2 separate regions of the Zea mays genome follow, and region 1 is linked to region 2. A link is a contact called in public Hi-C data. All regions are on one chromosome and are shown on one strand. The core of a region is the stretch at or near the end of the contact, and the rest is flanking DNA. Distances in the headings are between cores, read along the strand shown. Region 1 has its middle 20 kb from the start of LOC103641656. Region 2 overlaps LOC100285517.

Region 1 (4,047 bases), core at 617-3,116, 430 kb after region 2:
ATTCCTTTATTTATATGTGTATTGCATCTATTTACCATCACATGTGAACACTATATTAAAAAAACCAATAAATAATAAAAGATAAGTCACTAAATTGTGCATCATGCTCGACTTTATTTTGTGTGCATTTTGTGGCAATACAAAAATAAAATAAAGAGAAATATATTAATACCTAAATGGGAATTTAAGATTTAAAGGGAATTCTAGAAAGGGGAGAAACGAAAAAGATAAAGGATATGAATAAATAAATAATATATGTAAATAAATATCTCCAGGATTAGTACCTCTAATTTCACAAATATAAATTGTAATGATGGGGCATAAAAGTTTGAATTAAATTTTAATTTAATTTAAATTTGAATCAAGAAAGGAAATAAAGAAAATAAAAAAAGAGAAAAGAAAACCTCATTTTGGGTCGAAGTCCCCACGTGCAGCTCACTTCTTCCCTTGCTCCCGCTTGGCCCAGTTGGGAAACCAGAATAGCCCATTTGCGCTCCTACTCGTTGACACGCGGGACCTACTGATCAGTCTCGTTCGCCACCTGGTGTGCGTGCTTGGCCGACCGACATGTGGGGCCCTAATACCAGCTTCTCCATCGTGTCGTGCTCTGAAGTTGGGTACTACCGACGGGTGGGACCTCCTCAGATTCTTCCCCAACCATCGGCCGTGATGATTTCTGCCGCAACATCTTATCCAACATCTTATCAAAAGGCTAGGGTTGCGCTGGGATAGAAAAGAACGGCGGCTGCTGGTTGCTGGTAAAGAGGAGACAGAGAGAAGGGAAACGAGACGTAGACGCCGTGAGATTCACTGCTTTAATCAGAGAAGTTACCAAGTAATGAAGTGTTCTTGTTCGTTTTGGCGAGTGGTCTATTCCCTGCTTTTCCATATCAGCTAATCCTTCGTCTATGCCTCCAAATCGTCGAAGCCGCATATAAGGACATCCATAATAGCAAATTTCTCCCCGCAACCACGGCGTCAGTATCCCGCACCTTCTCTTTCGTCAGTTTTCGAAGCGGCGCTCCCCTTCACCGACTCCTTCGCGCACTCACTGCCACGCCTTGCCCCGCTGCTGCTTGCCAATCACGAACCAGTGCATCGTGCGGACGAGGATGCTGGGCATAGAGTAGAATGGCGGGACCGCACGCCTTGTCGCGGTCGCGTCTCGCTGTCCATGGAGCGACTCTCTACGCCCTGCCTGCTTCGCTCGCTGGCTCACCGCAGCTGGAACGGCGCCACATTCCTTTGTTAGAGCCGCCGTTTTGCATACGCCGAGGGAGAGAACCGAGGGGAGAGAGAGTTTGGTCGTCGAGTCACATGGAGGGTTCGCTGGTGGCCTAGGATCTCCGTGTGTCGCATCGCCTAGGCGGTGGATTCCCCGTGCGTGGAGCCACCAGCAGCTGCGGAGTCCGCGCCGCCGCCATGGGTCCAAATCTCTGTTGCTGTTCGGAGCACGAGCTCGACCCGGTGAGCTTCACCACGACACCAAGTTTCTTCTCCGGTTCTCCGCGGACAAAACGGTGCAGGGGCGCGCGACGAACTGCTCGTCGGATCTTCAAGGCCGCGTCTCACCATGGGCAGGGAATCCCACTGCTCCGATCTCGGTGAGAATTACTTCTTTAGATTCGCTAAGTCCCCCGATTCGATTTGCGCTAGTCGGTCGGCAAGTGGGGATCTCGGGTCGCGGGAACGCTATGGCCGGTAATGGCCTCCGCCGTGGGGTCTGGCAGTGAGGCCGTCGGGTTGGCTAGAGAATGGGGGCAAGGTCGTTCGGCCGTCTGATCTTAGCGGACGGATGCGATTGGAGGGGAGGATATCCATTCGCGGCATTGAATCCTGACCGCAGATCTTCGATCAGATGGACGGCTGGGATTGAAGACCGTGTGACCCGTTCGCGGTGACGTTCGGGCCCGTTAGATCTATGGCGTGTGGGTGAGATTCGATCCATTCGCGGGTGATCTGGGCCCTTGATCTAGAATTGTGTGGCTCTGGTCTCACATATTAGGTTGTCGTGACAAGTTCAAAATAGACCCCGTGTTTTCTAGGGATTTAACCCATAGTCCATATCAGTTATGAAATCAAAGCAAATGGGTCCTGAAATTTATAGATTCAACACCATACTCCTAAACAACGTAACATGTCATCCCACACAGAAAATAAATCCATAAAGTCATTTTTATTAAAATACCTAGAAACTTGTTTAATGCATATCTCATCCATTTTAACTCTATTTTGATTCGTTCAAGTTTTGTTAGATTCGTACTAAAATTGTCTACATATTTTAAAAAATAGTATTTTTATCATTTAACATACTTTTATAATTGGATATTTATTTAACTTAGGTTAGCTGATTAATCGTTCTAGTCAAAATCAATCCGGCTGTAATTACAATTTGATTAAGTTATGACTTCTACTCCAGTTATAACTTAGATTATAATTGTATCGTGTATTTATTTAGAATATTCTTCTCATATGATTTATGTTAATTAACATAGAATATACTTTTAAACTGTTTGGTTATCTAAAAGTTCGAAAAGTCATAACTTTATAACCGTAACTCCGAATTTAGTGATTCTTGAACTCATGATCTCGTAGCAACGCGTAGATCATTATTATGAAGTTTGTTCTTATGTTTAGTGTGATGTTAATTTTGTCTATACCATGTTTGTTTGTATTGCTACGACTAGCAGTGAGGTCACGAGGATCTGAAGAATCACCCTGATAACTGGAAATCTTAAGTGCCAGGCAAGTTGTGCCCTTGATTCACTTTTGTTACCCAATAATGTTCTTTATAATCATTTACCATGCATAGGTTTAATTTTGATGGGACCCGATAGGTCACCCTAGATTGTTTATCTCATTACCTTGTTTACCCCTGAATCACATGGGTAGTGTTTGCTATTGCTTTATATGGTTTTGGGATAATCATTTCTTATATCCATGTTCTAGTTATTTTGTTATTCTATTTATGTTCATGTCAAGATCATTATATTATTGTTAATTGGAACATGGAGCTTAACTTGAGAAACACGTGCCACCACAAGGGAGGAATGGGACCCCTTGGCTAACTAATTAGGAAAGCTAGTGGAAGACTACCTTACCCGAAAGGGGCAAGGGCAGTAGGGGAGTTGCATGCAAGGAGGTTCTCGGGTTGATTTGCTGCGATGGCGGTCAGACGGGGGATTCTTGCAAGTGCTTTTCCCATAACTGTAGCGGGTTTTCGGAAGCTAGTGGAACTTTGTAAAGGCCTCGTAGTGGATCCCTAGTCATTCACCTTGGTAGTGTCTAAGGGCCTAGCTAACCCTGGCGACATGGGAAACACGACTTGTGGGTAAAGGGTACAACCTCTGCAGAGTGTAAAACTGATATACTAGCCGAGCTCGCGGTCATGAGCAGCTCAGGACTCTCCGATGATTAAATTATGGAACATAACTCAATTTGTCATTTGCATACGCATAGGATTATTTATTAATTTTGTTCTATTACTTTATTTAAGGTTTGGTATTTACTTACACTTAGTAATTGCTAATAAAATTTTGACCAACTTATTAAAAGCAATGCTCAGCTTTAACCCCTGTCATTGATTAGCCTTACACATCATATGAACTCTCACCTTTGGTAAGTTCATGCCACATTATTCCCCACAACTTGTTGAGCGATGAACATGTGTGAGCTCACCCTTACTGTCTCACACCCCCCACAGGAGAAGAACAGGTGGTTCAGGAGGAGCCACGTATCGAGGAGTTCAATTCAATCTAGGTGGTGTTTCTCAGTTGACATTGGTGCCGACGATCCTTAGTTCGTGTTATATTTATCTTTTATTTTTGTAAGTCTTCCGCTATGTAATAAATACTCTGATTATTGTGACATTTATCTCTATACACTCAGTTATTATATATGTTGTCTTCTTGGCGCATGTATGAGATGCACCTGGCTTTGTTCCTTAAAGCCGGGTGTGACACTAAATAACAAAACAGTTATTTGTGGTCGGAACTTTATAAGTTTGGCTCGAACATTATCCAAATTGATAAATAATAGGACACCGCA
Region 2 (4,534 bases), core at 55-2,554:
TCCCTCTCAGATCCCTTGCTAGAGCAAATGTGTAAATACAGTGTTGTTTTGTTTACACTTTTCGGTTGGTCGCATGCTGTTGTATGACATTATGTTTGTTGATACCTGGAAACAGGTTTTATTATTGTTGGTGCTTGAAAATGGTGTGGGAGGAAACTCACTATCAAAAAAAGTAGAGCTACCCTCCTGAAGTAATGTGGGTCTGTATTATTATAGAAACAAGCAGTCTATCGTTGCGAACTTTTTAGTCTGTATGTATTTTCGTATTGTACAGTTAAACCTTGGCACCGTGCTTCGTTTTTTTTGGAACGACACTGACGTTTAGCTACTCGAGTACTAGGGGTGGTGTTTAAATGTACTAGCGCTGATAGGTAGTTGGCTAAAAATATTAGTAGAATTAGCTAGTTAATAAATAGCTAGATAACTATTAGCTAATTTGCTAAAAGTAACTAATAACTGAATTATTAGTTAGACCATTTAGATATATTTAGCTAATTTTAGTAACTAACTATTAGTTCTAGTACATTCAAATGACCGGTATATATTCAAGTAACAGCACGTTAAGTATACTTTGCTGTGTTAATTTGTCTCCTATAACTGGCAACGACAATCCTATGCATCTACCTAGTTACTTGAGCTTAATTTGGGTACAGAAGCTAGATTCCATCCTTCAGGTCTATATCAATCACCACAGCAGCTATAGATGTTGATAATTAGTTTTTATCTACCACGGTGTTTCATTATATAGTATTTATAGTCAACCTACACCTACATCAATGTATTTTTTTTTAAAATACCGTAGAGGAGGCCCATACAGTAAAATTTTATTAATTTAAAGGGAAATTTGGATCCATACCATTAAAAGATCACCACTTTGGATCCATACCATTACTATCTCACTTACATGTGGGTCCACATGAGTTAATGACATGTGGGGTCCATGGTATATATCTAAAGTTTAGATCTTTTAATGGTATAGATCCAATTGTTCCTAATTTAAAAGGATAGAACAACGAAGCAAATAAAAAAGGGAGGGGGAAGGGAGGATCAGTCCTCTAGAGTTTAGCCATAGGGCTACAATAAGCTTAAAAGAAGGGCTAAACTAAACATCTGCTCATTGAAACAAATCCTCCAAGGAGAAGGGATGATGGAAGAAGTGAGGTCATCAAACATTATTCGTGTCATCAAACATACCGAAGAAGTGAGCTCAAAATTCCACTAGTGGCGGATTCAGCCCGTGGCTGTCCGGACTGCAGCCCCGGTCACAGCCCCATCTCCGCACTACACTAGCATGCAGCAACAGCGCGCTAGCCGTCCTGTCTGTGCTACAATAACATCTCACACCAGTAACCTAGCATGCAGCAGCTAGCAGCCTAAAAGAAGTGCACTAGCAACTAGCAAGCCAGAACCGTTGTTTAGCATCCAGCCTACATAGTGTACTCCTTAGCAGACGCAGACAAGAACTATTGGACACTGAACCACCAGGCACAAGAGTAGCGCACAGGATACCGGCACATTTGCAGCAGGCCAAAAACTATACGTTAGTTTTTTTCAAAATTTTAATTAATATTGTTTCATCAATTATTTACTAGGTTAGTTAATAAAATTAATGATTATAGAGATAGAATGGATAAGTTTTTCATCAAAAAGAAGATGGTTTTAACATAATACTTAGAATAAAAAATTAAGCTTGTCTTAGTAGCCCCTCCTTTAGACTATTTTTGGATCCGCCACTGACTAGATGCCCATGTGACGCCACCAATTTGAGCTGAAGGGGCACTCGAACATAAGATGGAAGGTCGTCTCTTCGCAGTTGGAGTCACAATGGACACGGTATAGATTGCTAGCTGTATTCGGAAGGCCTTTTCTCTTGAGCAGATTCTTTGAATTAATTATGTCTCTGAAGACAAGCTAGATAAAATTTTTGATCTTTTTGCAGACTTTGCACTCCCAAATTCACATAAACGGTGGGGAGGGTTAATGGAAGCAAAGCTGAGATTGTAGAATTTCGAGGAACTGAAGTTGCTATTTCCCCAAAGGTAAATCCATCTATCCATCTCTTCCCTGAATGCCAACATTTGATCAATGGTCTCTGAAAAGATATTGTATTCCTGTTCAGCCTGCACGGACAAAGGAGTATGAAAAGTATCTTCCATGGACATATTGCTGAGGAAGGACTACATTGAGGATTCCTTATTTTTTGCGAAGGAGTAGAGACAAGGGAAAGTCGTCATGGGGGAATCCTGTCATAAAAGAATAGTGCTTCCATCTCCCACACGAGGCATGTCATAGCCTCTGAGGTATATGAATAATTTGGTAACGTCTTTCCACCAGAAGGACCCTTTTTCAGGGGAGCAGTGAAGGATCCAACCCGAAGAATAGTAGGAATCTCACACCAAATTAACCTAGGGGTGTCCAATCTGTTATAAAACTTGTGAACAAACTTTATTAGAAGGGCCAAGTTCTGAATTCTCAGATTGAGAACACCCATGCCTCCTTTGTTTTTTGGACAAGTGACCTTGTCCCAAGAGATGAGAGGATTGCCATGAACATCATCATTGTTCCCTTTCCAAAGATATCTTCTAATTCGATCAATGGTCTTAATAGCAGCAACCGACAACTTGAGAGTGCACATAGCAAAGATTGGCATAGCCGAGAAGGTGGAATTTATCAGAGTTAGTCTTCCTACCAAGGAGAGCCAAAGACTGGTTGAATTCAGTCTTCTTTTGATTTTGTTGATGAGAGGGAGGTAATCTTTAACCCTTGGCTTAGTGATTCCTAGCGGGAGACCTAGATAGGTGAAAGGAAAAGTTCCAATCTGACAACCAAAAATTGCTGCCAAGTGAACTGCTTTTTGATGATCCAATTTGATGGGCAGGAGACAAGATTTATCAAAGTTTATCTTAAGCCCAGTGGAAGCTGAAAAGGAATGAAGAATTCCTTTTAGGCAAAAAATCCCTTTGGGAAGCCTTCATGATAATTAAGGTGTCATCTGCATATTAAATGATTGGGAAATTCGATAAACTGTTGGTTGAAATAGGGGCCGAGAACACGCCAACAGAAGCTGCTCTATTGACGATGCACCGAAGAAGGTCAGCAGTTATGACAAATAAAATGTGTGAGAGAGGATCACCCTTCCGAACCCCTCTCTTGCATTTAAAACTCTTTCCGAAGACACCATTCAAGAGAACAACTGAGGAACCTAAATACAACAACCTTTTTCATATACTTTTAAAATAAAAACACAATGTTTTATTGAAATATAAATTAAACCGAGTATCGGGTACATAATTTATAAAATGATTAAAATGTAAAAACTTAAAAATATAACTTACGTAATCTATAAAAATAAATGATACACTTCCTCTTCCGCTTCTTCCTCATCTAATTTCAGTTGTTTATAATATTGTTTTAAGGTTAACTTGTTTGTCTTTTTCATGCCTTTGTTTATATCGATGGTGGAATGGTTCAACAATTTATTAGAATTGCTCAAACAATTTAGTTGAGCAATCATGTCTAGTCTTCTACAACTTCTTTAGCATTCTTTTCTTCGTAACCAGAGACTCGATGTTACTTATTGCGGGTCTCTTCCCCTTATATTGTGCTCTTGTCCTATCATAGCCAATAGAGTGTGGTGTGCCTACACTTTTCTGTGGCGTGTAACTATAATAATCGTCCAAGTTGAGATGAGATCTTTTGCACCCAACACTAGAGTCGTTGTAACTACATGTCTCACATACTGTAACACCCTGAATTTGAGGGTATAAAATTTCTTTTCTAATATCCACTAAATTCAGGTGTTACTCTCTCAGTTCTTCGCTTTCCTTTCTCTTTTCCCTAAAAATGGAGAATCATTTTGTTTTATATTAGCGTAAACCTAGTGGAATGAGCCATAGAGGCACTTTGGTTGTTGCATTCATGCCGTTGCATGGTGTTTCTAAGTGCAAAATGTGTTTGAAACATGTTAACATATCTTATAGAAGCGCTCGGTAAATTTTCATATTTTTCGGAATATTTTTCTATTTTCCGGAAACCAAAATCTATTTATTTGTGGAACTTAAAAATGTTTTTAGAAATTCTAATTATGTTTTTTGAGTTCATTAGGTCCCAAAACATTTATAGGAATTTTTCTGGAATTTTTGAAAGTATCTATAATATTTTGAGCACAAAATATGGATTTCTAAGCTTTTTCGAATTTTAAAAATAGTAAAATCTGAATTTTAACTGAATTTTTATCTCGTCCAAACCCTAGGTATATATACATGTCCGGCTTCATCTCGTCGAGCCCGTTCCAGAACACCAAACGTTTCCCCCAAATCCAATCCCTAGCTCCCGGTATTGCTCGCCGAAGTTCGGGGCGGTTCCAACTCCGGCGAGCAATTACTCCCAATCCGTGCATCGTCTGCGGAATCCGAGGGTACCGCTGCGTTCGTCTCGTCGAAGGCTTCGTCGCAGCGCGTTCGGTTCATCGATTGGATCCCCAAATCTCCGGCAATCGACGGATTTCTTCTCGGCTCCGGCGAGGGTCTTCTTC

The links. A called contact is a pair of places that touch in the nucleus more often than the background predicts.
Region 1: a contact with region 2 is called in a Hi-C map of ear, with 2.8 times the contacts expected there. The contact joins two enhancer-like sites. A contact is called at or near these places in 2 of 25 Hi-C or Micro-C datasets (ear and tassel).

What each region holds. Positions count from the first base shown.
Region 1 is chr10:120,068,000-120,072,046 of Zm-B73-REFERENCE-NAM-5.0, forward strand. No RefSeq gene overlaps it. Among protein-coding and RNA genes, the nearest start is that of LOC103641656, 20 kb to the right of the region's middle. Within about 2 kb of position 1,867, at least 20 of the 20 cell types and tissues checked have an H3K27ac peak or open chromatin away from gene starts, as enhancers often do. A contact at or near this core is called in ear, where this site is marked.
Region 2 is chr10:119,643,512-119,648,045 of Zm-B73-REFERENCE-NAM-5.0, forward strand. It overlaps LOC100285517, which reads left to right. Exons shown (of 11, transcript NM_001279566.2): 11 at 1-275. Among protein-coding and RNA genes, the nearest start is that of LOC100285517, 8.8 kb to the left of the region's middle. Within about 2 kb of position 1,305, at least 3 of the 20 cell types and tissues checked have an H3K27ac peak or open chromatin away from gene starts, as enhancers often do. A contact at or near this core is called in ear, where this site is marked.